Linked DNA regions of Mus musculus: regions 1, 2, 3, 4, 5 and 7 are each linked to region 6. The links are chromatin contacts, called in public Hi-C and promoter capture Hi-C maps. All regions are on one chromosome and are shown on one strand. The core of a region is the stretch at or near the end of the contact, and the rest is flanking DNA. Distances in the headings are between cores, read along the strand shown.

Region 1 (3,855 bases), core at 481-2,980, 740 kb before region 6:
TCTCTGAAAAGCCATTTTCCTGGATCTGTCTCACTTTCTTTTGAGTGCCTGTCTTTTTTCCACAACCACTGTGCTCAAGCCTACATGAACATCTTTGTTAAACTTCATCTGCTTTAAACACAAACACACACACACAAATCAAAAGGCCAGCCCGTATTATTTTGAGACATAGACTTCCTATATAACTCAGGCTGAGGCAGGACTAACAAGTTTTTAAAAAAGAAAAAAGAAAAGGAATAAAAAAGAAAAGCATGATGACACACTCTTTTAAGAGCACTCAGGGGGCTGGTGAGATGGCTCAGGGGGTAAGAGCACCCGACTGCTCTTCCAAAGGTCCGAAGTTCAAATCCCAGCAACCACATGGTGGCTCACAACCACCTGTAACAGAGATCTGATGCCCTCTTCTGGTGCGTCTGAAGACAGCTACAGTGTACTTACATATAATAAATAAATAAACCAAAAAAAAAAAAAAAAAAAAAAGTAAACTCTGATTAAAAAAAAAAAAAAAAGAAAGAAAACACTCAGGAGGCAGGACCAGGCCAATCTCTCTAAGTTCCAGGTCAGTCTGGTCTATATTACAGTGAGTTCCAGGTCAGCCAGAAATATAGAGTGAGACTTTATCTCAAATACTTCAGAAAGGGGACGGTTACTTCGGAGATACCTGTTGTAAACTGCTTGCATAACATTGAAAAAAAGATGAATGTTTGGGCTTTAAGGGCCCACCTAATATAAAGTTGTCGGGAATACAGTTGAACTTTTTGTGGACACAATTTCATGGGTAAATACCCTATGACTGGATTTGTTGGCTCACATTGCATTATTTTTGTTAAACATATTTCGTCTGAAACTCTAGCTAAAAATGCCACAAAGGAAGTCATTGAAAATAATAAGGAAAGAAACACAGAACAGCATGCTTAACAACATCAGCATTTGCTATAGGCCCAGAAAATTTGAAGTGAGGAGCCCCCAAAGTATGGTTGCGAGATCTCTGCGGTTCATGGAGATTTTAGTTGCATATTTTTTGTCACTGTGTCAGTGCAGAAAGATTCTATATACGGACAGCGATTTTTGCTTTTCCACTTAATGACAATGTACAAAGTTTCTAAAAGTAAATGTCTACTATTACTGTGGAGATAAAAATACGGGGCATATGGCAGCAAATGACGAATGTCACCAGCTTAGTGACGTGGTGTGGCAATAACTGACTCTGTGGCTGTTCGGTCGGTTTCTCCAGCGAGGCTGGCACAGCGCCTACGGCGACGGAGAACGCTTTGGAACGGACGAGCTCTGTGACCTTGGGCACACCGAGCCCTCTCTGAAGCTCCATTACCTCTGGGGAACCGGGGTGACAGGACTGCCCCGCGGCTTTTGCCCCCTCACAGCTCAAAGTCCGGCGACTGAAACCCTTAAGTGGCTTTTTCCAGCTCGCGACTCCAGCGGCTCCACGCCGATGCCCTTTACCTTGCTAGCCCCGACCAGAGCCTCTATCATCCCACGCCAAGCCCAGATCCGCCCTGCGCCTTCTTCCCGTTTTTCCCCCTCGCGCCCCGGCTCGGCTGGCTGTCACCTCACCGGGCAGGCACCGCAGCTGCAGGAGCCTCCAGCCCAAGCGGCCGAGGACACCAGACACGGCTGCTGTCGCCGCCATCTTGGAAGTGGGCACGCACGCACGCTGAGGGCGGCGACGCGCCGGGCAGCGTCACGCGTCAGTGGGGCCGCGTCCGCTCACTAGGACTCAGGTGTTGTGCGGCGTCTTCTCGCGAGAGACCAGGACGAGAAGCCGGCGTCCGCGGAGCGGGTTTTCAGGCTACGAGGAAGGTGAGGACGCTCGGGGTCGCTCGAGCATCTGAGCGGGCTTAACGGCCCTCCTAGGGGCCACTCTGGTCTCCCGTGCTCTCGCTTCGGCTTCTGGCGCCGTCATTGTCACCCCTTGGGGAAGCCGGGGTGAGGGGCCGCGGCGGCCGGGGCCCTGCACGCGGCGTGCTGGACGCCGGGGCTCGTCCGCCGCCTTTTTCCGCGTGGAAACCCGGAGCTGGCATCGGGACCGTCAGTTTACTCCTAGCCATCGGTGGTGACCTTGAGTCTCCTCCAGGGCACTTGGCGGAAAGCACCAAAGGTGGGGAGAACCTGGAGCCACAGGTTGTCCATTCGAGCCCGGCATTTATGTCCTAGGATGCTTGTTTATAGAAGGAGCCACCCAGGCTTTTGTCCTGGAGAGTTGCCCCTGTGCCGGGGTGTGGTCCCTAGCGATCACTAGCCATTTGCAAGGTCGGGAGAAGTTCGCTTCTCGGTGCCTGAGTCCAAGCTGCGGGTCTTCAGAGTAGAGCGGACTGCCTCGCTTGCTCTACCAGGGAAGTCTTGATGTTTGCTAGAAGTAAACGGTGTATGTTTAGTGTCATGGTCATGGGGTGGGGGAACATGTATGTATAGGTGCATACGCATGTGTGTGGAGGCCAGAGGACAACTTGGTGTTTCATCAAACTGTGGCCACCTTCTTTGTGACAGGGCCTCTAGTTGGCCTGAAGCGTACCAGTTAAGGCTGGATAACAAACTTTGCCACACGAGCTTTTGAAATATATATACACACACATACATATATACTTATATGTATGTACACATATATGTGTATGTATATATATGTATGTGTATGCATGTATACACACATATATAAAGATTCTGTGTGTGTTGGGGAGGAGTGTCTGCTTCCACTTTGAGTTCTGAGGGTTAAACTCAGGTTGTCAGGCTTTGTAGCAAGCACCCCTAACCCACTGAATCATCTTGGTAGCCCACACCCAAGGTTTTCTATGTGGGTTCTGGGGCTCAAACTCCTTATGCTTGCAAAGCACAGCCTCGCCCTTCCCAGAGCCCTGATAATGAATGGCTTTTGAGAGAAGAGTTTCACCGAGGAGCGTAAACTGTCCTCAGAACTCCTTCACCAGTCTCCCGAGAGAGCTAGGGTTACACGAAGGCTCCGACATTCTTGGCTATTGGTTGGTGTTTGTTTCGCTTTGTGGTATTGAAGAGTGGACCCAGGTCATGCTAGGTTAAGCACATACCACTGAACTGTGACCCTATCCCTAATCAGCTGGACCTGCTACCACTGAGTCACCCCCAGCCTCTCTGCCACCTTAAATGGGACCCAAGCCTAAGATTATGGTTCTTAGGTGCCTTAAAGATAAATAAACCCACCTCCAGAAGTTACTCCCAGAGGAGAGGCACTGCTCTTACTGCCTGCTGGTAACTTAGCAGACCAGCCTCAAACTCCCAGAGATCTGCCTACCTTTGTCTGGAGAGTACTAGTATTAAAAGCAAATGCATATTCACCCGGTATTAACATTTTTAAAAAGCCATGGGTTGATGGTGTCAGTTGGAGGAGCGTCTAACAAACAAGGTCAGTTATGTGACAGTTATGTGACATTGACTTCTACTTCACCTCTTTAGTTGTGAAACAGCCCTGAGTCACAGCTCCTAAGTATGCTGGCTTAGGCACTGGAATTTTTTTTCTTTTTTAATTTTGTAATTATATTTAGGTACAGAAAATTTAGTGTACATTTAATCCAATTTAGTGGCGAGTTCTTTAGCTTTTGCTTTTTCCAGCTTGGCAATGCGAGCCACAGACTCAGGACCCAGGACGTTGCCTCCCCAGTGGCAACGGATCTCGTCATATCTGTCATTATAATTGGTCCTAATAGATTCCACCAACTTAGCCAGAGCACCCTTGTCTTCCGAGTTAACCTGTGTGAAGGCAACAGTGGTGCATGTCTTCCTATGGACCAGGTGCCCCAGTCTGGCCTTTCCCTTGATGATGCAGTAGGGCACCCCCATCTTTCGACACAGGGCAGGCAGGAAAACCAC
Region 2 (3,807 bases), core at 688-3,187, 760 kb before region 6:
CCCACTAACAATAGAACCCAATCCCCCCCCAGGCACTGCTGGGCAAATGGGGCTGTAGCATACAGATGCTGCACTTAAGCATGTGTCTAGTCACCCATCAGCAAACACCTGCATGTAAACAATAATGTTCAGAAATCAGTGGTGTTGGAAACCCAGTTCTCAAGGAGCTGATGTAGGCCAGGAAGAGGCCGGAAGACCAGCTGAGGATAGGCCCAACCTGCCCTTCACCGCAGTGCTTCCTCAACTCAAGCAAGGACCAAGCTTCCTGATGATTTACTTCTGGGGCCCATTGAATGCCCTTAATCTACTTCCACCATTCCCATTCCCCGACCCCTGGTGGGAATTCCCCATCTCAGAAAACCTCGAGTGTCCATGTTTACAAACGCTCCACTCCCTTTTGGCCTCCTTCCTCTCTCAAAACAAACAAACAAACAAACGATAAAACTGGTCAGATTCTCCTGAAGGTGTCATATTTTGCCTTGTTATGTTTGCTCATGTCTTGTCTCTAACTGAAAACGTACATGATTTACATATGCAGCAGAAATAAGAAATTCATTTTTAAAAAGACACCAGGATGGATTTAAAAAAACAAAAAACCGAAGTCTGTCTGTCTGTCTGTCTCTCTCTCACACACACACACACACACACACACACACTTCAACAATAAGGAACAAAAGTATGTTGTTTGTTAAAGAAAATCTTAAGCCGGGCAGTGGTGGTGCACGCCTTTAATCCCAGCTCTTGGGAGGCAGAGGCAGAGGCAGGCAGATTTCTGAGTTCCAGGCCAGCCTGGTCTACAAAGTGAGTTCCAGGACAGCCAGGGCTACACAGAGAAACCCTGTCTTGAAAAACAAACAAACAAACAAAATTAGAAAATCTTTATAACACATGCTTTCTCTCATGTGGAATCTCTCTCTTTTTCTCTTTCTCTCTTTAATAAAGAGAAAGTTCGGAGCCTGCAAGATGTGCAAGATACTTTTTGTTGTCAAGCCTTAAGGAGTTCAATCCTGGGCCCCATATGGTGGGAGAAGAGAATCCCTCCTACAAGCTGTACTCTGACCTCTACACATGAACTCCGGTACTCGAGCCCAGAGATAGACACATATATGTAAATAAAGGTTTTCAAAAAGATAGGGGGAGACGACAAGAAAGTATAGCAGGGTACTATCTGGAAGGATGGGAGAGACCAGGTACACTCTGTGTGTGTAGATTTCAAACTACATAACGAAGCCCATGATTTTGTAAAATCAGCATATATGTTCAAAAGACACCAGCCAGTAGCGAACACTGACGTCAAAGCAAAAGCGCATCATCTACACTACTTCGGCAATCGCTGCATCACCTGCTAACGACGCCTAGCATCTACACCGCCCGGATGAGGAGGCTGCAGCCCTCCGCTGTTTAACAGTGCTTGGTTTTGATTTCTGTTGCTTTGGGGTAGACGAACAGTACTGGGAAACCCGCAGCTGAGCAAGGCACGCACCAAGGCGGGCCTAGGCTGCCCCAGCCCAGCGTACAGCACCGCAGTGTTCTCAGCCCCCACCCCGGGCGGAGGGTGGGCGGCACGGGCTCCCAGGGACGGTCGCTTACCTATTATGGGCACCTCTGCGATGAAGACCCTCCGAATGGAATTGGCCACCCTACAGGAGGAAAGACAGGCGGTGTGAGCGGCCCCGAAGCCACAGCCCCGGGGTCAGGAGCTCGAGGACCCGGCCGCCCGCCCGCCTCTCCCCTCGCCGCCTTACGCCAGGTCCGTGTTCTCGATAATGAACTTGACGTTCTCTTCGGTGAGTTCCGTGATCCGCACTGTTGGCTGGTTGGCGTACGGCATCGCGACCCTCCGCCAGGCTCCCGCGCCAGCCGCACAGCGCGCCTGCGCGGCCACCAGCAGTTTGTCGGCGGGGCAATCGGCGCTTCCGGCTAGTCGCGGGCGCAGCGCCACCTGCTGACCGGAGGCCGGAACTCTCCTGGCCTGTGTTTTCTAACCACACCGGCGCCAAAATGCATTGGTCCTATACTCTTGAAATCCCCAAGATATACAGCACAAAAATTAAATGTACAGGGTCATTCATGCCAACGTTATTTATAACTGCTAAAAATAACGCATTAGGCAATGATCGATAGAGACTTGGTTAAACTTACATACGGGGCTGGAGATACGGCATTGGGGATAAGAGCACTGGCTGTTCTTATGTAAGACTTGGATTGTATTCCCAGCACCCATATGATGCCTAACATCTTTAGCTTCAGTTTCTGAGGAAACTCTCTCCTGGTATCTGAGGGCACCAGGTATTCACATGGTGCACAAATATACATGCAAGCAAAACATCCTTATACATAAAAATAATTTTTAAAATACATAGGAATACAATGAAACCTTAAAAAAAACCATTAAAAAGTTGTACATCTATACATGAACAAAATGGCTAGGGAGGTGACTCAAGCATGCAAGACGACTGATAGGTTATTTCTCTGCTGGTAAAATGAGCCAATTCAAGACAGATTAGAATATATTAAAAGGCAGGTTTATTGGGAAGCTGCTCTCAGGTGAGTTCACTGGCCTTAAGAACAGAGGCCGGGGAACCGCCATGGGAAGGGCAGAGAGGGAGAAGAGAAAGGGCCTGGGGCAGGGGGAGGGAGATAGATCGATCCAGAGAGCAAGAGCAAAATGTCTGGATTCTATAGGGAAGAACCTCTTGGGGAAGGGCAGCCCAGCCTCTGGGCTGGAAAGTTCAGGGTGGAGGCAGAGCATGCCAGGTGGGGACTGAAGGATGCTGGGAGAACCTGGAGGCCAGGTCTGCTTTGACGGGTAAAATATGCACCTCAGTCACTTGTTCCAGGGTGCGAAGCCAAACCCTGATGTGCAAGGACACAAGGTCAAATTCTCAGAACACCTGTAAAGAGGCATGGTAATGCAAGAGTCTAATCTTAGGCTCCTGTGAGTAGGAAGATGGAGAGAAGAATCCCCTGGATGCTCTCAGGACAGTTAGATAACACACAAAGAAGCAAACAAGAGACCCACATCCGAGCTAATGTCAGAGAGAGTACTGTAATGCATACACAAGAAAAACAAAACCCATGTTTTTTTGTTTGTTTGTTTTTGTTTTTGTTTTTCAAGACAGGGTTTCTCTGTATAGCTCTGGCTGTCCTGGAACTCACTTTGTAGACCAGGCTGGCCTCGAACTCAGAAATCCGCCTGCCTCTGCCTCTGCCTCCCAAGTGCTGGGATTAAAGGTGTGTGCCACCACGCCTGGCTTTTTTTAAAATTTTTTTTTAAATGTATTTCTATTTTATATGTGTATGTATGTAATGGTACCAATACATCACGTGTGTGGAAGGATGCCAGGCCTGACTGCAAGTGCTCTTACCCACTGAGCCACCTCAAAGGTCCCCAACGTATACTCAACAATGTCCATATGTGTTAGACGATACACACTTTCCCTTCTACTCTTGATCGTGTGATGTTCTTCTGAAGTAGATACAATGCTCTCCACTTCTACAGATCTGTGTAGTTGCAGCTGAGGAGTTTAAATGGGCCTCTAAAAAGTGGCAGCTGTTCACACAGAGAAAAGAGGCCCTTAAACGGAACCCTGAAGGAACTACATTTAGAGGGCAGAGTTACCAGAGAATAAAGAGTTGCTGTAACAAGGAGTCACATTTCTTCCTGAGGGAGAGAGAAAAGCATTGACAGAGGGGGGCCTGGTCTACAGCACACACCATCCCTGTGAATCATGAATCACACTTGTCTGCTGAGAGGGATGCTATAGAGGATAGAGAAAAGATGAAGTGTAATTATGTGGCAGTAAC
Region 3 (4,087 bases), core at 875-3,374, 570 kb before region 6:
CCTCCCCAACTTGCTTCTTAGTCATGATGCTTTTGTGCAGGAATACAAACCCTAAGGCAAACAACAAAAGAAAATGAAGAGATCCAATGAGATCTGACACCCAGTTTCCTGCATGGACAAGTGCTGTAGAGGGTTAGGGTTTATGTTCTGTTCTATAGCATGAAAATGTTAAAGCTCAAAACGATATAACAACCAAAAATTTTCTTATTGCCTGTGTGAAATAAAATTGGTCAATATCACCTGAAGCCTGGCCAAGAGCTCTGTCCTATCTGCCAGTTAACTGGTTTCCTAAATTGGTCTCCTCTGAAACCTTCAATCAATGGCCATTAATTAAAAGGCATGAGAGCTTAGAGGGCAGAGCCAGGACCTGAACTCTCCTATCTTCTTGCCTCTACCCACCTGTGCTGAGACTATAGAGGTGTGCCACATACTAGGTTTTGGGTTCTTTCTTCTTTAAATTATAATTTTACTTATTTTGTTTTCAAGTAGGCGCATGCCTGCTACAGCCTGTGTATGGAAGTCTGAAGACAACTTTAGGGAGCCAGTACCACCTTGTGGACCCTGGGGATTAAACTAAGGTTGTCAGGCTTGTGGGCGAGTGCCACTACCCACACTAAGCCATCTTGCTGACCCACAGATTGTTTATAAAGACAACAAAACTCAGTATGGCTTGCTTACTATTACATTGTGCGGTGTGTTAAAATTTCAGTGTTTTGTGTTTTGAAAATCAACTCTTCACATTTATTTCTCTGCATGCCCTTATAAGCAGAGGTTTGGGGTGTTGAGATGGCTTGGGGGCTGAAGGCACTGCTGTGTAAGACGGGTGACCCGAGATCAACCCTCAGAACTCACATGAAGGTGGAAGGAGAGAACCAACTCCACAAAGTTGTCCTCTGAGCTCCACATAGCCATAGTCTCCTGGCAACAACCCCACCCACGATCCATCACATATGTAAATGAATACATTAAAAAATTGTTGTAAAGCAAGGGTCTACTTGATTTAAATCAAGGAATTGACCATAGGAACTAGAGGGGCACAAGTCACTTAGTAGTGTCGAAACTTACCCATAATAATGTCCTCTAAACATCCAACCACAGCATCAAATTCTGCATCAGAGGCGGAGGAGCTGAAAAAACACATCAGGATTAGGTGCCGGTCCAAATAATTATTTTTCGAGCTGAACTTGTGTTTTCTGTGGGTAAGGGCATTGAACCCAAGGCCTTGCACACACCAGGCAATCACAACAAAGCCCACTAGCATTTTTTAAAATGTAAGATTCCCAACGTGCATAAAAATAATAGCAAGATGATCCTCCCATCACTCAGTTTCACCAATCAAGGATTATTGTCTAGTACAGAAATTACAAACACAGGAAAACACTCGTGACGAAAACCGGTATGACAATCACAAAAGCAGCCAACAATTTGGGTAGCTGAGGCTGGTGCGGCACAACTTCATACTTCCGCGTTTATTACCCGCAGGATTTACTCACCGCATCCTGGCTCTTAACGCCACACCTATCTGCTGGTGAATGTGACCGCACGCGGGAGTGGCACCGGCCTAGGGGGTAACTGGTCAGGAGTGGCTTTAGACAGGCGGTGAGGCCGCCGCCAGCCTGGGCAGCTCAAGGCCTCTGGGTTTTTGCTGACGGCCACGATTGAGGCCAGAGGATTGTGATGGAAGCGCTGGTTATCTGTGACATATGCCCGTGGTGGCCACGGGAAGAAAACGCCCCGCTAGAGCGGAGCCTCGACCGGCCAGCCCGCAACCCAGAGGACGTCCGCAGGCCGAGGTCGAGCAGACCCTGGCCGCTTCACTTACAAGGACAGCGCGAAGCTCTCTTCTTCTAGGGCGTCCATCGTAGGGGCGCCGCAGTCACCGGCCCGGGCCCGGGGCCCTGCCGCTTCCTACCGCGCCCGCCGCCGGGCCGGGATCCTCTCTGACCCGCGCGGCCTCAACTGCATCAAGGGCCCGCAGAAGGCCGCACCCACGCCCCGCCCGGCGATCGCGCGAGGACGGGGCTGCGGCTCCTGGCTGGGCCCAGCGCCCGCCGGCCTCTCGCGGGGCTACCCCGCCGGTGTGTTAGGGCAGACGGAGCTCGCAGCCCCGCCTCCTGTCACTATGGTTACCCGCGGTTCCAGCAGCCAATCACAGCCTCAGGTTCCCGGTCTCACGCAGAAGACTGCAAAAAATGGTGGCAGTAGACTTTTTTTTTTTTTTTCTGGATGAAAGAATTGGAGCCAAGAGCCTCGGTTTCTTCATTTTCAATTTAGGAATTGTAAAGATCAGGTAGTTGAAACCGTGTTTTAAGAGCGCTAGAAATAGCCAAATTGCTCGAAAGCCACTCTCATAGTTTGTCCTAGATAATGCAGACGTCTGATTTACTAGAGAGTTACTTCTTGGAAGTATGGAAGGGTCCACGGCATTAAGTGGATGACTTGTAACTTAATTTGTGATCTTCAAATCAAAAGCAGTGCGTTGTGGCATGCGTCTGTAGTCCCAGCACTTGGAAGGTGGAGGTTTAAGGCATTCAAGACCTGCTCAGCTACATAGTGAGTTTGCTGCCAGCTTACTCGCACCAAACCCGTAAACAATTATTAGGCAGTAAGTGGTTCCTTGGGTAATTATGCAGCACAAAAATGTTGACAACCACTGAGAGAGATGTAATCAGAAATTGAATAACTGCTTTGGAGAAAGTCCCCTCTAAAACTGCCACACCATGAAGAAAGGTTTCCTGGGATCGCCCCCCCCCCCCGCCCCCTTTTTAAGCATGCCTCTTTGGTGGTCTGATACCTTTTAGCCAAATGTGTAGTACATAACTAGAAAATTTATGGTATGAATTAGGGTTACGTGGCCAATCTGAATCATTTTGGAATGGACATAAAATGTGTATCCATGGATCTATCTTAACAGCATCAGGAACCAAGATGATTTCAAAGACACTGGAAGATCAGAGTATCCTGGTCAAGCTGAAGACAGGCGTGCTGGTAGGTTTTTTGTCAGCTTGACCTGAGTGACCTGGAAAGAAGTTGATTTTGTGTGTGTCTGTCTTTTTTCATCAAGACAGGGTTTCTCTGTGTTGCCCTGGCTGTCCTGGAACTCACTCTGTAGATCAAGCTGGCCTTGAACTCGAGACTCACCTGCCTCTGCCTTCCAAGCACTTGGATTAAAGGCCATGTGCCATCACCTCCTGGTTTTGAATGTGGATTATTTTAATGACTGAGGGAAGGCCCAGTCCTCTGTGGGTGGTGCCATATCTGGGCAGGTGTAGGATCTATGTAAGGAAGCTCAGCATGCTATGGAGAACAAACCAGTTAACAGCATTTCTTTATCTACTTCAGTTCCTGCCTTCAGGTTCCTATCTCAACTTCCCTCAGTTATGGACTGTTGCATGGAAGTGGAAACAAAATAAACCCTTTCTTCTCACAAATTGGTTTTGATTAGTGTTTTGTCACAGCTCTGATAAGCAAACTAGGACAAGCATCTAAAAATTCTGTTCCATTGAGCACTGGTAAGACAGCTCAGAGCAGACAACTAAGATCCTATTAGATCCTTTTTCTATATCCTATTTACTTTTGAATACATACATGAACTGCCTGCTGATTCCAAATCATGGATCCACGGAGAAAAGGAATGAAAAATTTGTCTCCACTAGTTACCTATTGCTCTTTACAACTCCTCTCTCAAGAAACCTAGTGAACTAAAACATTTCATTTACTTATTAATCTGCATTTTGGGAAGGTCTTGGCAAGGATATCTTTTTTCCATTTGGTTGCACTGGAGCTTGAGATGACTTTCACAGAGCTCAGGTGGGTGGCAATTTAGTGGTGGCTCACAGCTGGGAGTTGGTGAGGATTGTGGTGGTGGTGGGGTAGTGGCTTGGGGAAGGGTGTCAGTCCCTCTCCATACAGGCTTTCTGGAGGTGTTTGGGTTTTCTCACACAACAGCAATTGGACTCGAGCAAGTATTCCTGTCAGGCATGATGAAGTACACCTTTAATCCCAGCACTTGGGAGGCAGAGGCAGGTAGGTATGTTTGAGGTCAGTCTGGTCTACAAAGGGAGCTCTAGACCAGCCAGGACTATGA
Region 4 (3,650 bases), core at 1,058-3,557, 780 kb before region 6:
ATAGTGACAACCTGTAATTACACAGCTCAGAACTATGTCTGTAGCATTTACCCAAGAAGGATGGCATGAGTTTACACAGAAACCTATTCACAACATCCATAGCAGAAAACCTGGAGACAACCCAGATGTCCTTGAATGGTGCATGAATAAACAGATGGTGGTACACCCATACAGCAGAATGCTGGAATACAATACAATACAACCACCAAAGCAGCTATGGATTCATGCTGTGGCTTGACTAAACTGAGCAAGATGCTCTCTCTGGACACATAACTGATAAATCCAGCTATTCCAGAGGCTGAGGCAGGATTACACATTTAAGGCTGGCCTGGACTACGCAGTAAGTTCAAGGCCAGTCTGGGTATTGAGAGCCTGTCTTGAAATAGAAAGTAAAAACTAAGGCTGGGATGTAGCTCAGTGGTAGAGCCCTTGCCTACCATCTGAGAGGCCCTGGGTTCAGTCACCACTAACAAAAGTTACCAAGTGAAAAACCACCAGGGATTACACTTTTTATGATTCCAGCTGTGAAACCTTCGACCAGCTGTAGAAATGGGGAACCCCAAGATGTCCCCCAGGGTTACTGAGGAGAGAAAGGAAGGGGGCAGAGGGACACTTTTGCGGATATAGAAACTCCCTATGGTGACTTCAAGTTGCTAACGTTCAGGGTAGGAAAACATCAGGGACTCAGATTGACTCTGTGTCAGACCATCCACCCGCATGTGGATCTACAAACAGATTTATAAGTGTAAAGCCAAAAATTAGATACAAATTTGGGTATGGTGGCACTTGGGAGGCAGAAGAAGGCAGGTCAAGGCCAACCTGGTCTATACATCCAGTTCCAGGACTGCTAGAGAAATCCTGTGTCAAAAAAAAAGGAGGAGAAAGAGGAAGAGGAGGAGAAGAAGAAAGAAAGAAAGAAAGAAAGAAAGAAAGAAAGGAAGGAAGGAAGGAAGGAAGGAAGAAAGAAAGAAAGAAAGAAAGAAAGAAAGAAAGAAAGAAAGAAAGAAAGAAAGAAAAGGGAATTAGCACAGTGGGTAGAAGTAGATATTGAGTAAAAATTTTGAAAGAGAATGAAGTTTAGGAATCCCACTTAGAGATGATACTTCTAAATTTCATTATATTATTACAATTAATTTGCAGTTCAGGGGATTGAACCTAGAGAAGGTTCCTTCCTTCCTTCCTTCCTTCCTTCCTTCCTTCCTTCCTTCCCTCCCCCCTCCTCTCTCTCTCTCTTTCTTTTCTTCTTTCTTTCTTTCTTTCTTTCTTTCTTTCTTTCTTTCTTTCTTTCTTTCTTTCTTTCTTTTTGTTTCTTTCTTTCTCCCCCCCTCTCTTTTTCTTTCTTTCTTAAGTAGGATCTCACTAAGGCTGGCCTTGAACTCATCAGCTTCCTGCCTCAGCATGGGATTATAGACAAGTACTACTAGGCCAGGCTAAGAGGCCTCTTTTTGTTGAAACTCTCTTTTTTTCTCTGTGGCCATACAGCTTCTCTAGCAGTGTCCCAGGATGAAAGCAGTTCACTCTGAGGGCTTGAGAGCTGAGGACTTTATGAGCTGCTGTTTGAAGTAAAGCAGAGGGTCAAGTTTGGAAGCTGCATGGGAAGGTCAGGAGGTCATGGGAAGGTCAGGAGGTTCAGTTTAGCATCCAGGAAGAAGAAAGCCATTTCCTGTCCTATAGCCCCGTGGCTTCCACTTAACACACACTTTAGTGACAATCCTGGGACATTTTAAGCGGACAGAAAATGGCTCCTTTACTTTGCTGGACAAGGCTGAGTCTCTAGTGTTCCGGCAGAGGGGGTGGGGAGGTAGGGTTGGGAGGATACGGGGCAGGGGATATACATGCGTGGGTACTGGGTTCTTGATTCCTTCATGCATTAGGCTAATCTCTCACAGAGTGCAGCTGAGTGTGCGATTGGGGAAGTGGGGCAGGTACTGAGCAGGACTGGATGGTAGCAAAGTGTATGTCTAGCAGGGTACTGACTCTTGATGTTGGGAGGTGAGGTTCAAGGACTGGGAGTTGATATAGGGTTCAGCCTCCAGCAGATGCAAGACCACGTGGGTTTGAGTTTTAGAGCTCAGGGAGGAGCTGGTGCGACTGAGGTGGGTACTAGAAGTGAGCAGAGGGCTAGACTGCCAGGCGGAAATTTCTGTCCTAGTAATAAGACTTTGGCAGGACTCCGGGACGAGGCGTGGCTCCGAGAAGGGGCGTGGCACGATGCCAGGGATGGGCGGGGGCGTGGCGGTGGGGCGTGGCGCGGCGCCAGGGCGGCGCGGGGCGTGGCCTCAAGGGGCGTGGCGTCGCGGATCAGCAGAACCAGCTACCTCCCGAGTCTCCTCTGGATCCGGAGCTGGCGGCTGCGCTTCACTTCTAGCTTACAACCAGAGCCGCGCGCCGCCACCCTACCTTCCCCTCCCGGCCGCGCCGAGACGCGGGCATGAGCCCGCCCCGCGTCCCGCGGAGCCAGCGCCCCGGCCCGGGCCTCGGCGCCTAGGTAAATAGGGGAATACGAAGCGCGGGGGGGGGGGGGGATCCCTAGGCCTCACCGAGACGTGAGACTCCCGCAACTCTCATCCTGGGGCGCCTGTGGTCACCTCCGGAGCCCGCGGGCTCTCCCAGCTATGGGAGCGTCCTACTTTAAGGAAGGAGGACTCAGACGCGCCTCTCGAAGCCAGCGAGACCCTGAAACTCCCTGAGCCGTCCTCAACCAGCTCCCATCTCTAGGAAGCGCAGGTGTGAGTCTTACCTCACCTGTATTCCCCATGTAACCCATCAGAGAAACCCAGATCCCCGGTTCCCTGAGCCTCTTCCCGGAAGCAGCCTTCCTCGCCTTCCTGCTCCCCAAATTCCAAGAGACACTTTCCTTTTACTGCCTATCCGACCTGCAAGTGGCATTCCTATTCATTGCAGTCCTCCGGGCTAGCAGCCTCCTGCCTTAAAACCTTTCTCCTCTGGCTCTGGGAGTCTGTACACATTCTTTTGGAGACAGCTATCTGTCACAGCATAAGGACCGGAGTGGAGCCTTGGGCAGTCGGGAGTTCTGTGCAATCTGCCTGCGTGGAGCGGTGGGAGCAAAACAATTGCCAGACACTTGGATGGAGGGCTTTGATAAGACAGGGCAGCCAGGGGCCAGGTGTCAGCTCCAGCACATTCCAACAGCCTCCAGGGGCTGCGCTTCCTGCACATTCTTTGAGGGCCCTTTTCGGAGAAATGCAGGCTGCTGTGTAGGTATCCCAGGTAGGTCCCAGGAGCTGTGTCCCTCTCGCTCTGCTGCTAGTCTCTGTGCCTGGGTGCTGGGTATTCCTGGGCAGGGCACCAGGCTGGATGTGACCTCATCCAACAACCCCAGCCAAGGTGGGGCCCCTAGCCAGGCTCAGACAGTGTCAGCAGCAGCACAAGTCCCCTGAGGCAGCTTTGAACAAACTGTGGATCACGGACCCGGCTGGTTCTCCTGGACTTTGCTGGTCTTGCCAGTTGGCACCGAGATGTGGAGAAGTGGGAGCCCGCTGCCGCTTACACTCTCTGGAAGCAGAGCTGATAATGGTGTTGAAAGGATGGGGACAATGCTAGATATAATTAGTGTCCCTCCCTAGATTGGCATCCACTCTGTCCTTTATCAGTGTCCTGGTCACTGGGATGGAGCTATAGCTAGATAG
Region 5 (3,808 bases), core at 1,031-3,530, 900 kb after region 6:
TTCCTTTCCTTTTCTCTCCTCTCCTCTCCTCTCCTCTCCTCTCCTCTCCTCTCCTCTCCTCTCCTCTCCTCTCCTCTCCTCTCCTCTCCTCTCCTCTCCTTTCCTTTTCTTCCCTTTTCTTTCCTTCTTTCTTTCTTTCTTTCTTTCTTTCTTTCCTTCTTTCTTTCTTTCTTTCTTTCTTTCTTTCTCTCTCTCTCTCTTTCTTCCTTCCTTCCTTCCTTCCTTCCTTTCTTTCTTTCTTTCTTTCTTTCTTTCTTTCTTTCTTTCTTTCTTTCTTTGGTAGGCATTGTATCAAATATTAAATGCAAAAATGACAGACTTGGAAAAGAAAAATTCCACTAACAAGAGACAACATGATCAGCCCATGTTGACTGAGTGTTGGACACAAGTGTTGGATCAAGCAGACTGGAAATTTCAAATAAGTGTATAGGAAAAGCACACGCCCTGCAAGTGGGGTGTCTTCAGCAGAGACAAAGACACAATTAGAAAGAATTAGAGTCTGAAACTGCTACTCTGGGAGAACTGCTTCCACCATTTTCATATCTCATGAGCTCACGGCAAAACTCTGCCTGGGAGTCAGCCTCGAGAGTTTGTTTCCTCCAGACGAAAAGAAAAACAAGCAAAGCAAAGCAAAAGAAAACACAAACTCACAACAACCTACTGAGAGTAACGTGCAGCACGAATCCAGCCAATAAACCCAGAGTAATGTGCAGCAGGAATCCAGCCAGTAAACCCAGAGCGAGGCAGTGTGATTGAGCTGGAGACTTGCCAGTACACCCAGTGGCCAGTGGCCAGGAAGGATACAGTTTTAGTCTACCTCTCCCCCATCACACTCTGTGTCTGTTGTGCCAGCACCACATATCACAACTCCACTCCTCCTAGCGGGCAAAACAAACCTGTGCATACCACCCTGATGTATACCACCACCAGTTCAGCCCAGGTATGGCTGTAAAGATAACAGTGATGCTGCCTGTGCCAGCTTATTCTAGTGATCAAGGTCTCTGAGGGGTTTCAAATGACTCCAGTCACAAAGTACCCTGCTGCTCATGGTGAGAAACTCAACTACAATTTGTGAGATTCTGTGCTCTCCTTCCACTGTGTGAATTTAAGTACATTCATTGATGAAATAGAGGGAAGAGGGAGAAGGTTGAAAAATTCCTTAAATGAAATGAAAATGGAGATACAACATACAGAACCCAGATAAAACAGAAGTACTTCGGGAGGAAATTCTATATCATGAGTAACTACAGTCTCATGTCTTTAAGAAGATATAATTATGCATCAAATGGACTTGAACCCTTCCAGAGCTGTAGAATGTCTATTATTTTATCAGCTCACTACTATTTTACGTCAACTATTTTTTTCCAAAATGGATCTGTCAAAGAGATTTGATCTTAAAGAAATTAAAGATTTCTAAAATCAAACAAATAACTTAGTAATGCATCCTGAGAACTTAAAAATAAATGATTAGATGAAAGAACCAAAATACACACCAGAGGAATGAAAAGAGGTACCCAAACATGAAAGTATGAAGAGGCTACACTGCTGGAATAGGCTAGGGTCAGCAATTGCATAGATGCACTGACCCACCTGCTGTTGTACACTCCCATGAAAAGGGAGGCCATGCGCTTTGGCAATGTTTGAAGAATCAGTGTGTACGTGTATGCATGGATGGTTAGAAGCAAGGATTGTTGCCAGCGGAGTTTGTTTCCTACATGAACATTATGTCCAAAGGTTCTTTCTCTGGTAAACTTCCTTGAACCTAAGTATGCACCGTGCCCAGCCAGGTCACTTGGCAGGAATACTACAAACTTAATTTAGGAATCCTCTAAAGGTTGGTAGAGTGTGAGTTCCCTTCCTAACTCGAGAGTATGGATTCTAAGACATGCAGGTCCAGGAAGGCTGTGAAATGTGTCCGTCCTCACATCCCAGCTGAGCAGAGCTTTGTAGAAGGACCCCAGAACAACACTTCCCACTACCTGCAGGCACCTGGCTGCTGCTGTCTGCTCTTGAGAGGTCAGGGTGCACTGAATTGAGGTGAGAGTGCTGCAGGGAGAGGTGCTTATGTAAGAAGCTGTTGGATGGGTTTCTGGCCACTTGTAATCTGAGTACTGGGCACTGACTGTTCAGATAAAAGTGGGTAAACTCCTAGTGGGCGTGGCTTGGAGGGCCCAACTGACACCCAGAGAGCTCTTTGGAAGGAAGAGTTTTTTTTTTTTTTTTTTTTTTTTTTTTTTTTAAGCTTAGATTACATAACTGAGCTGGTTGAGCAAGACTTAAGGAGGCGGGTCCCCTGGTCCACAACAGAAGCATTGCTAAAGCAGCAGATAGCTCAGAGACCCACAGAGCCCTTGTCCTTCCACAATGGGCCTCTACCCTCTGATATGGCTTTCTCTTGCTGCGTGCACAGCTTGGGGTAAGTTCTTCTGGGTTACAAATGTCTGTGTGTACATTTTCAGTCTTTGTTCTGGGCACAATGGGCAATGCTGTGGACAAAATAGTCCAGTCCCTTGGTGAGTTTTGCTTTCTGCACTTGAAGGGGTGCATCAAAGTCCGAAGAACTTGACTCCCACAGAGACAGAGAGGAGGATGGACACTGGGATACCCAGCTATAGGAGGCACAGGAGAGCTGAAGAAGGATCAGGCTGCTTCCCTGTGATTCTTTGTCAAGTTGCAAGCAGGTCAGAGAGAGAGAGGCTGAGCAGAACATGGAAAGCATAAACTCAGGAGCCAGCCTTATATCTGGCTCCTAATCAATAACTCCAACTTGATATCCTAAAGTTTGCAAAGCCTGGGTGATACAGTGACTAGGGAACCCCCACCTTTAAAGCAGAGATGACAGGAGTGCCTTTTTCACTGAGGACAAAAAGAGCGGTTGCTTCTGCTCTGGGTCCAGAGGGTAAGTTAGGTTAAAAGGTAGGCAAAAGGTTTGGCTGAAAACGTAATGGATTAATAAAAATTACAACGTGCTTAAATCAGACAATTGAGATGATGGTGTTACACTGAAGCTCCCACAAGGCAGGGACAGGTCACAGGGATGGTGTAAAAGAGGAAACAATGAGGTTAGTCAGGAGGCCAGGGCAGCGGAGAGACCGGGCAAGCAAGAGCCATTGTTGTAGTTTCACCTGAAAAGAAGAGAGGAGTGAGGTGGCATGGGGTGGAGGGGGCGGTTACATGGAGTTCTTTGGGAGGTTTGGGGGATATAGGACTTTGTTTGGGTTTTTTGATGACTAGATCTTAGAGATCAGGACAGGTGGGTGGCCCAGGCAGGAGACTTAGATAAGGTGGGGGATGGGACCCACATTAGTTACACCCTGGGGATTCCAGTTCCCCCAGCCTGTAATGTCACCCTGTTTTCACCTTTTTACAGTCAATGCTTGGTGCTTTGAAATCTTGCCTGCTCTCCTGGCAAGGCCTCTTTGAGAAATTATGTAAAGAGAATGAATGTGCCTGGGCACAGAGCAAATGTTCCGTATTGCACTCTGATATTACACAATTTTAAATACATAACTACATAATATTTGTGCCATTGCTGTATATCCACTTGACGCAGGAATATGACCCCAGATAATCTGTTTCTACCCACTTCACGGTGGACCATCACCGAGCTGACAAAGCCTACCCCAGGCGTTTCTCCTCAGGCTTCACCCTCCTTCACCTCTTAGAAGTGCTGAACACATATCAGCATCTTATCCCATTCTCCATGGTCTTTCAGAATATCGTAAAGTAGATTTTGTATGTACATGTCTACCAGAAAGTTCATCGTTCTTTGTAATAACTAGTAACAACAACTTGAATATTCACAGTA
Region 6 (3,714 bases), core at 846-3,345:
AGGCTCTCAAACATATGTGCAGAATGAATGGTTCGTTGCAACTTTTTAATTTTGCATGTTTGTATCTAAAAGAATATATCCCTGAAGTTCACAAGCAGTTCCCCACTCTCAAACATTTCTGGCTTAAAACAAGATCGTTCCCACACATATCTGTAGCCAGAAGTCTGAAATGACGGTATTAATAGGAGACTGTTTCCTCTGAACATTCTAGGGAAGAATTCTGAGCTTCGGGAGCCTTCAGGCACTCTTCAGTTTAGAGTAGCATCTTCAATTGGTGCCTATGGCTGTTTCTGTCTTCTCTCCCTCTTAAAAGGATACATATCATTAGAATTAGGGGCCACTCTAATCCAGGATGACCTCATTTCAAGCTCTTTAACTTACATCTGTAAAGACTGCTCTCCAAATAAGGTTACCTGTTGCCACCAGCAGTGAGGTGTGTGCCAGAGATACAGCTCCACTCTGCCACCTGCAGCAGCCCAAGCACTGGGCACTCCTTTCTGAGACCTCCATCCAAGTGACAACAGGATTCTTGGTTTCACTGCAGCAAAGAATTCCAGGACCAGACAGTTTGAAGCAGTTGAAGTTTCCTGAGATTTTGGTCACCAAGATGGCTCAGCAGGTTAAAAACAACATGGCTGATGACATGAGTTTGGTCCCTAGAACACATGGTATTGTTTTACACACACACACACACACACACACACACACACACCATATACCATACATAATTAATGTAATGTAATATGCTATACTATAATATAAGCATAACGGGGAGGGGCTGGGAAGGAGTTTAAAAGAGAGGATAGGTGCTAAGGGATAGAATAATACATAGCCAAAAGCTTGGATGTGGGTTTCAAGAGGGAACGACTCACTTAGTATCTTATCAGCTACATAGACTGCTTAGTAGCTCTAGTTATATCTCAATGGGCTGTTAGGAATTCCACCCCACTCCCATCTTCTTTCTCTCTTTTGTTTTACTTTGAAAATTAGCTTACAAAGTAGCAGGTCTTTTATGACATTTTCATGCATACTATGGCTGGCTGATCCTTCTCACCTGCTAGTTCCTTTCTTCTACTCCCCCCCCCCCCCCCCCCCCCCCCCCCCCCCCCGCACATTTACTCTTCTTTCTTTCCCTTCTTTTTGATGAATACGTTTATAAGGTGACTTCACCGGTGCTTTGAGTAGAGTTTGCAATTTGCTAAGATGAACCGACTTGTCACAAGGATGTAAAGAGTTAAGTCACATCATTTATTTAAGTAGGGTTTCTTGTGAGGTCCCTAGCAAATTACAGATTTACAGCTGGCAAAGGAGAAAGGCCATGTCCGTTTAGTACTTAAGCAGGATTCAGTGCTTTTTCAACATTCTTAGTTGAAAGTCTTTTCATATAAAGGGCATGTTGTCTCTAGCTGAGCAACTTTGTACAAATGCTAATTGTCCTGAAAATCTTGACTCAGCTGGTGGAGCGCCTTAACTGGACTTGGGAGAGAAGTACTCTTTCCCTTCCCATGTCCCTCAACTTTGCATCGTTCTCTACTGCTTTATATTTACCACCTAAACTATTTAAATAAACTATACTCTTTACTTTTATCTTGAGGGGATTATTATTTTCGGGTTACTATTGACGTTTGCCTGGGCATAACAGCTAAAGCAAGGGATACACTAAGCACTTTAACGTTAGTTTTGTTTTGTTTTTTTAATCGTGCGTGTGCATGTCCTTGGAGCTGGTTTTCTGCTTCCAACTCGGGTCATCAGGGTTGGTATCAAGTGTCTTCACCCACTTAACTATCCGCCCCGTAAAGCCTTAGTTCTTGAACGAATGAAAGGGTGACATAGTGTGTGGCGTGTACGGGGTGCAGCTTGGCTGACACGCTACAGAGAATCCTGGGGAGGTACTGGCTTAGACACCGCCATCCCAGACGCCAAGGTAAGGCTTCATCTAACACTAATTTACAGCCGCAGTCCGAGGACAGACAAAGAACGCAGGCCAACCAGGCACGACGCCACTGCGCAGTCGCAGGAGCTAGTTGGGACTTGCGTAGCTCTGCCGCTGGGAGGGTCCGCGCAGGCGTAGAGAGAGTTGGCGACACCGATCGCGCTCTAGTCTGCGCTTCCGGCGCCGGGCCTGTGGCGTTCCGCAGTCCTGCGTGTATTTACCTCCTACTCCTCATCCGCTGCTAGGCAACCGGCCGGCCAAGCTGCTTGCCTTGCGCCTGCGTCGGGCATCTGTCTTCCGCCCCTAGCTGGCGCCATCATGCTGCTGCCTGTGTTCACTCTGAAACTGCGCCACAAAATCAGCCCCCGCATGGTGGCCATAGGGCGCTACGACGGGACTCACCCGTGCTTGGCTGCCGCCACCCAAGCGGGCAAGGTAACCGCTCCCACCCGGACTCCTGCCTCCTCCAGATCCCGCCCCTCACGCTGCCCCGCCCCCTGCCCGCATTGCCTGGCAACCGGTCGCCGCTGTCCTTGGCTCCAGTCCCATCAAAGTGGGATTTCAAAGAACAGCTTTGTAGCAGTGACGTTTTTTATCACCAGGTTCTCAGTGTTGAACAGTATTGAGGACAGATCAGGAACCTAGGGAAAAGAAGTCTCAAGAAAAAGGAGCGCTTGTCCAGGAGTAGCAGCGATTGCTGACTCCAGATTCATGCCCAGGGCCTCTGCTTGCCTCCAGGATTCTCTTCCATATTTGCCTCTTTACAGTGGAGGAAGCGGGTGGGGTGGGGACAACAACCCAATGTTAAATTCAGATTGTAGTTTTGGTCCTTGATCACGTACATTCAGATCTTATCCCCATAACCTAAGTGTTCATTAAATGGTTATTATGAGCCACATACTGAGAAAGGGGTGTCAGGGTCACAGATAAAAAAAAAATTCAGATTTAGACCCAGTTTGCAAACAAAAGAAATTGTGAAAGTGAGATTGAATTCTTGTTGTTAGACTCAGCAGGTATGCCAGGTACACAATTGCATTTGTGTAAGGAGTTTTCAAGACACTGCCATGTGTGTTGTATGTTACCTTATATGCTACTTCTAGGGTTCCGTAGCAGGAACATAAGGATTCGTTTAAATGGGTTATGATTTCATAAACTGGTATGGTGAAGTAAAATGCTGAACATTCGTCTTGGTATGTGATGCTACTAGTTAAGAGGCGCTACCAGTCCTGAGGTAGTGCTACACATTTGTTATTTTATCTGTTCAAGAGATTGGGATCATAAGTTCAAAGCTAGCCTGGGCAACATAGGAAGACCCTGTCTCAAAATTAAAATTTTAGAAGAAGGGAGTTCTTTGTCCAATTGTCACTTGGATAAAGGCATGCACTGCTAAGTTTGATGACCTGAGTTCTGTCCTAGGGACACACAACATGGAGAGAGATCTGACTCTTGTAAGTTGTTGTCATCTGACCTTCACATGTGCTATAGAGCCTGGACACACACACATACCCACACACACACACACACACACACACACACACACGAATATTCAAATAGTAATATTAAAAAGGCTGATGATGTAACTCAGTGGTAGAACGATTGCCTAACATACTCAACAGCCTGGGTTCAGCCTCCTGAGCTGCCCTTATCCCAGGCACTGACAAACATCCAAAAGAAGTTCGCATCCACATATGCATATGTGCATATACATGTTCGTAGAATGGAGTACTGCAATATAAGAGGCAACGATATCCCACTGGTGTTACCTTAACCCCTAATTTGAG
Region 7 (3,654 bases), core at 184-2,683, 530 kb after region 6:
GCAGATAACACATAACCCAGCCTTTTGGGCAGAGCACAGGCTATGCATTTCTTTCTGTGAGCATAATGACCTCGCTGCCTCCTACAAACGTAGATGTGTAATCGGGCAGAGACGTCTACCATAGAAAAGAAGAATGGGCGGTGTGGTGGGCCAGTGTGGAACAGGACAGAGCTGGGGCAGGTCTGAGGGCAGAGTGGTAGAAGGCTTTCGCATCCTGTTTGAGCTAGTTGATGGAGATACTTTTTTTGTAATGGGTCAGTGGATGGAGACATTTTTTGTTTTACTTTTTTTTTTTTCACAGCCTGACTTTAAAAAAAAAATCACCTTTTAGCCATTGAACGGAGACTCCTTCCAGGTAATAGATATCTACAGAGGGAGAGGATTCATGGCCGCACAAGCAGATATTTTGGTTTACATTTTCAGTAAAATGTTAACAGTCTGTCTAGCGTCCCATAGAAGAGCCTGGAAAGTCTTCCTGGCAGTGAATGAAGACTCCCAGGAGATCTCAATGCAGAGAGGAGGAGGTCATTTGGGGTCCATTTCCTATTCCCACCCCCTCTCTCTCTTTCTTCCTGTTCTCCCTACTCTCTCCCTCCCTGACTTGCCTCCTCTCTGTCTTCTCTCTTCCTCAGCTTCTCTCCTCTCTCTCCTCTGAGGCCTTTCCCTTACCAACTCCTGTCCACCCCTCCCCTCTCCCCTTCTCCTCTCTGTCCTCTCCTGATGGCCTGCTCTTTTCTTCCCCTCTCCCTCTTCTCTCTTCCTCCCTCCCTGGCTTATGATGAAAGGCCTCCTCAGCCTCCATACTGATGAATTATGCAAACCCTTCCAGCGGGTGTGCCTGGCATCCAATTAAGCCCTTGGCCAGGTTGATAACACAGACAGATTAAAATGTAATTCATTGGGCTTGACATTTAGGCCCCAGTGGGAGCAGCAGGGGAGAGAAACAACACCCTCAGGTGCTTTGTTTGCATTTTGAGATGGGGGCTCTCGGCTACCTGTGCTTGCTTAGCTAAAGCTGGCTTGGAGTAGCTTTCACACAGTGTTTGTGGTGGGTCAGGGGATTGGGGGAAGGCCCACGATGGGCTTTCAGCTGAAGCAGGCTTTTTTTTTTCTTGTTCCCTCCAGACTTTTAATTTGGAAATAATTTGAGATTTACACAAGAGTAGCAATCCTAGCACAGCAAGTCCCCATAACCTTCCCTGAGCTTTTGCTGATGCTCACGTCTTATGTAACTACGGAACAGCGATCAAAGCAAAGAAATTAACATGGGCACAATCCCATTAACTAAGCTACTGATGTGTTTTGGATTTCACCCAGTTTCTCACTAAGATCTTTTTTTTCCTCCGGCTCTAGGATCCAGGCCAGGACCTCACATTCCACAGCGGCCTTTTGTGATCTTGATTCCCCAGGGAGAACAGTTCCTCCCCAGTCCCCAAGCCAGTGGCTCTCATACATCATAATTGTACCAGCGATTTTGCTTAAAGGGCACATCCTTCAGTAGACATTCCGATTCGGGAAGTCTCTGCTACAGGCTTGGCATCCTTACCCTTAACAAGCAGCCCACAGAGAGATGCCGACCCTGCCCTACCCCCAAGCACAGTCATCTTGTCTCAGGGTTCTTCCATTTCTTTGCCAATTCACTTGTCACCAGCACCATGTGGTGTCTCTCATCTTTTGGCTTAGCCTTAGGATAAAGCTGTGTTCTCTCCAGCCATCACCCCTAGCCAGATCTGTAGGGAAGGGGCTCAGATTGCATGCATTTCTCCCCTTTCCACCACTGAGGTGGTTAACAGTTGGCCTGAGCAAAATCCCCATGCAAGTTCTCCTTCGAGAGGCCAGCGACTGGGACCTCTGTGCCTGGGCAGAAATCTTGATGTTGTCCTTTAATCCATAGAACAACCCTGCAAGGAGATCAGGGTTCTTTTCATTTTATAGAGCAGAACTAGGAAAGAAAATGTAAGAGGCATGTTTAAATTTGGACTTCAGGTGATATGGTACTGGAATATATTTTAATATTTTTACTCACACTGGAAGGTCAAATGTAGCCAAAGCTCCTATTTTTATCTTCAGTCTCAATTAAGCAATGGCCTGTGGCTGGAGAGACTGTAGACTCAGATATGGGCATGCCACTAAAGGAGGTAGCAAGAGGTACCCCAGTGCTTAACTGCCCAGTGCCTATCTTACCTGGGAGGCCACAAGAAACAGGAGGATCATGTGTAGTTGTCCCTTACCGTGTCTCCAGGGTAGGGACAATAGGGCAGCAGGGACTTAATAAATAATTGCTGCATGAATAAGTGGTCACACGCGTGAGTGCTTATACAAGCAAATGTATGAATAGAATGGTTATGAGCATGAATGTATATATGAGTGTATAAAGAATCACATGCATGTATGTAATGTATGAATGGCCACAGGCATTATACACATACCATGAACGTGTACAAATGAATGGCCACGGACATGAGTGTGTAAGCGAGTAACTAGTATATGTGTATGTGTGTGTGTGTGTGTGTGTATGTGTGTGTGTGTGTGTATAATTAGTATATCAATGGGTGACTACAGATATGAGTGTGCGAGTGAGTGTATAAAAGAGGGCTCCATGCATAAATGTATAGACGAACAGTTAATAAGTAAATGCTATGCACATGCTCAGAAGGACTGGCTTCTGCACTGATGGTGGTTAAACAGTTAGGCTGGTTAGGAGCTGGAGGTCTCCTGTCTCCAGAGACTGCACCCCATGAGCATGGGCTATGAGCCAGTTCCTCATCTTCATGCTTAGCACCTCTGCTTCCTCTGCTGTGAAACTGTGTCTCCCCCGTAGCTAAGTTTCTCTGGTTTATGATCTTGCTTCCTTAACCCCACCCTCTTGAATAGGTTAAAAATAGAGCTGAATGAGGCTCGCTGCTGGCTCCTAGATATTTCTTCCCACTCTGCTATTTCTTCTCTCCTTTCTTCCTCCCATCTCTCCTATCCCATGACAGTGTTCTGAGCACCCCTTTTGTGCTTGGCCTTTCAGTTTTGTTTATTTCATTTTGCTTTTTGTTGTCGTTGTTGTTTTCCTTGAACGCCCCCTTCCACACTGTCAGATGGAACCAGAAGCCTGGAGGGACTGGTATACTGCGGTTCCTCGCAGACAAGGGAGGACGTTGGGAGCGCCTTGTATCTTTTAAAATAGACCTGTTGTCGTCGTTGTAGTCGTTGTTGGAATGTATTTTTAGCCCTGTGAGAGATTGGCATGCTCTCTCTACCACCATCTGCCAAAGGCAGTTGCTAAGCAACTGACACTGACGACAGCAAGGGGAGGATCTGGGGACTCTAGTGGCTCAGTCCTGCTGCACTGTTTAGTTCTTATGTGACAACAGTCGGGCCCAAGAGAATAAACACTCCTAACCTGGGAGAGTACAATTCAATTCAGTTCAAAGTTCCTGAGCTGAGCCCAGAGGGGACTGCCCAGGCAACAAGGACAGTGGGAACCAATGTCTTTTTGTTGTCCAGGCAACAAAGACAGTGGGTACTGATGTCTTTTTGGTGGGTAGGGCTTTTATTTAGAAAGGTCAGGTGCTGTTGCACTCACTGAGCAGATATAGCACAGCCACAGCACAGCAGGGATGGGCCTGAGCTGGACATGGGCTATTGGCAAACGGTCAGTCTAGA

What was found. Promoter capture Hi-C pulls out the DNA fragments that hold promoters and counts their contacts. Hi-C and Micro-C count contacts between places; a contact is called where the count stands out from the background. Capture Hi-C pulls out chosen DNA fragments and counts their contacts.
Region 1: a contact with region 6 is called in a promoter capture Hi-C map of liver, with 2.5 times the contacts expected there. The contact joins the promoter of Ciapin1 here to the promoter of Bbs2 in region 6. A contact is called at or near these places in 3 of 39 promoter capture datasets (liver and pre-B cells), 2 of 484 Hi-C or Micro-C datasets (CD4 T cells and double positive thymocytes), 1 of 115 datasets of contacts at active chromatin or transcription factors (memory CD8 T cells) and 2 of 9 other capture datasets (adipose tissue and liver).
Region 2: a promoter capture Hi-C map of liver shows a contact between it and region 6, with 2.7 times the contacts expected there. The contact joins the promoter of Polr2c here to the promoter of Bbs2 in region 6. A contact is called at or near these places in 3 of 39 promoter capture datasets (liver and pre-B cells) and 1 of 9 other capture datasets (adipose tissue).
Region 3: a contact with region 6 is called in a Hi-C map of muscle stem cells, with 4 times the contacts expected there. The contact joins the promoter of Arl2bp here to the promoter of Bbs2 in region 6. A contact is called at or near these places in 4 of 39 promoter capture datasets (the 3T3-L1 cell line, liver and pre-B cells), 2 of 484 Hi-C or Micro-C datasets (CD4 T cells and muscle stem cells) and 1 of 9 other capture datasets (liver).
Region 4: a Hi-C map of regulatory T cells shows a contact between it and region 6, with 5 times the contacts expected there. The contact joins the promoter of Dok4 here to the promoter of Bbs2 in region 6. A contact is called at or near these places in 1 of 39 promoter capture datasets (pre-B cells) and 1 of 484 Hi-C or Micro-C datasets (regulatory T cells).
Region 5: a contact with region 6 is called in a promoter capture Hi-C map of 3T3-L1-derived adipocytes, with 3 times the contacts expected there. The contact joins the promoter of Ces1d here to the promoter of Bbs2 in region 6. A contact is called at or near these places in 2 of 39 promoter capture datasets (3T3-L1-derived adipocytes and cranial neural crest).
Region 7: a promoter capture Hi-C map of hippocampal neurons shows a contact between it and region 6, with 2.8 times the contacts expected there. The contact joins the enhancer-like site here to the promoter of Bbs2 in region 6. A contact is called at or near these places in 2 of 39 promoter capture datasets (cranial neural crest and hippocampal neurons), 1 of 484 Hi-C or Micro-C datasets (forebrain) and 3 of 115 datasets of contacts at active chromatin or transcription factors (astrocytes, embryonic forebrain and stem cell-derived neural progenitor cells).

Annotation. Positions count from the first base shown.
Region 1 is chr8:94,836,215-94,840,069 of GRCm38.p6, reverse strand. It overlaps Ciapin1 (cytokine induced apoptosis inhibitor 1), which reads left to right and starts at 1,730. Exons shown (of 9, transcript NM_134141.4): 1 at 1,730-1,818. Coq9 (coenzyme Q9) reads right to left here and starts at 1,657. Exons shown (of 9, transcript NM_026452.3): 1 at 1,573-1,657. The coding sequence starts at 1,648. It also overlaps the pseudogene Gm7418.
Region 2 is chr8:94,855,580-94,859,386 of GRCm38.p6, reverse strand. It overlaps Polr2c (polymerase (RNA) II (DNA directed) polypeptide C), which reads right to left and starts at 1,937. Exons shown (of 9, transcript NM_009090.5): 1 at 1,746-1,937; 2 at 1,591-1,640. The coding sequence starts at 1,831.
Region 3 is chr8:94,664,637-94,668,723 of GRCm38.p6, reverse strand. Arl2bp (ADP-ribosylation factor-like 2 binding protein) reads right to left here and starts at 2,124. Exons shown (of 6, transcript NM_024191.2): 1 at 1,823-2,124; 2 at 1,066-1,127. The coding sequence starts at 1,860.
Region 4 is chr8:94,874,969-94,878,618 of GRCm38.p6, reverse strand. It overlaps Dok4 (docking protein 4), which reads left to right and starts at 2,307. Exons shown (of 9, transcript NM_053246.3): 1 at 2,307-2,488.
Region 5 is chr8:93,196,276-93,200,083 of GRCm38.p6, reverse strand. It overlaps Ces1d (carboxylesterase 1D), which reads left to right and starts at 2,280. Exons shown (of 14, transcript NM_053200.2): 1 at 2,280-2,416. The coding sequence starts at 2,365.
Region 6 is chr8:94,096,890-94,100,603 of GRCm38.p6, reverse strand. Bbs2 (Bardet-Biedl syndrome 2 (human)) reads left to right here and starts at 2,095. Exons shown (of 17, transcript NM_026116.3): 1 at 2,095-2,368. The coding sequence starts at 2,252. Gm39226 (a long non-coding RNA gene) reads right to left here and starts at 1,062. Exons shown (of 2, transcript XR_879106.1): 1 at 414-1,062; 2 at 32-305.
Region 7 is chr8:93,569,495-93,573,148 of GRCm38.p6, reverse strand. All of the region lies in intron 9 of Gm26843 (a long non-coding RNA gene), which reads left to right. Among named protein-coding and RNA genes, the nearest start is that of Ces5a, 35 kb to the right of the region's middle. Within about 2 kb of position 1,433, at least 85 of the 459 cell types and tissues checked have an H3K27ac peak or open chromatin away from gene starts, as enhancers often do. A contact at or near this core is called in astrocytes, embryonic forebrain, forebrain and 1 more, where this site is marked.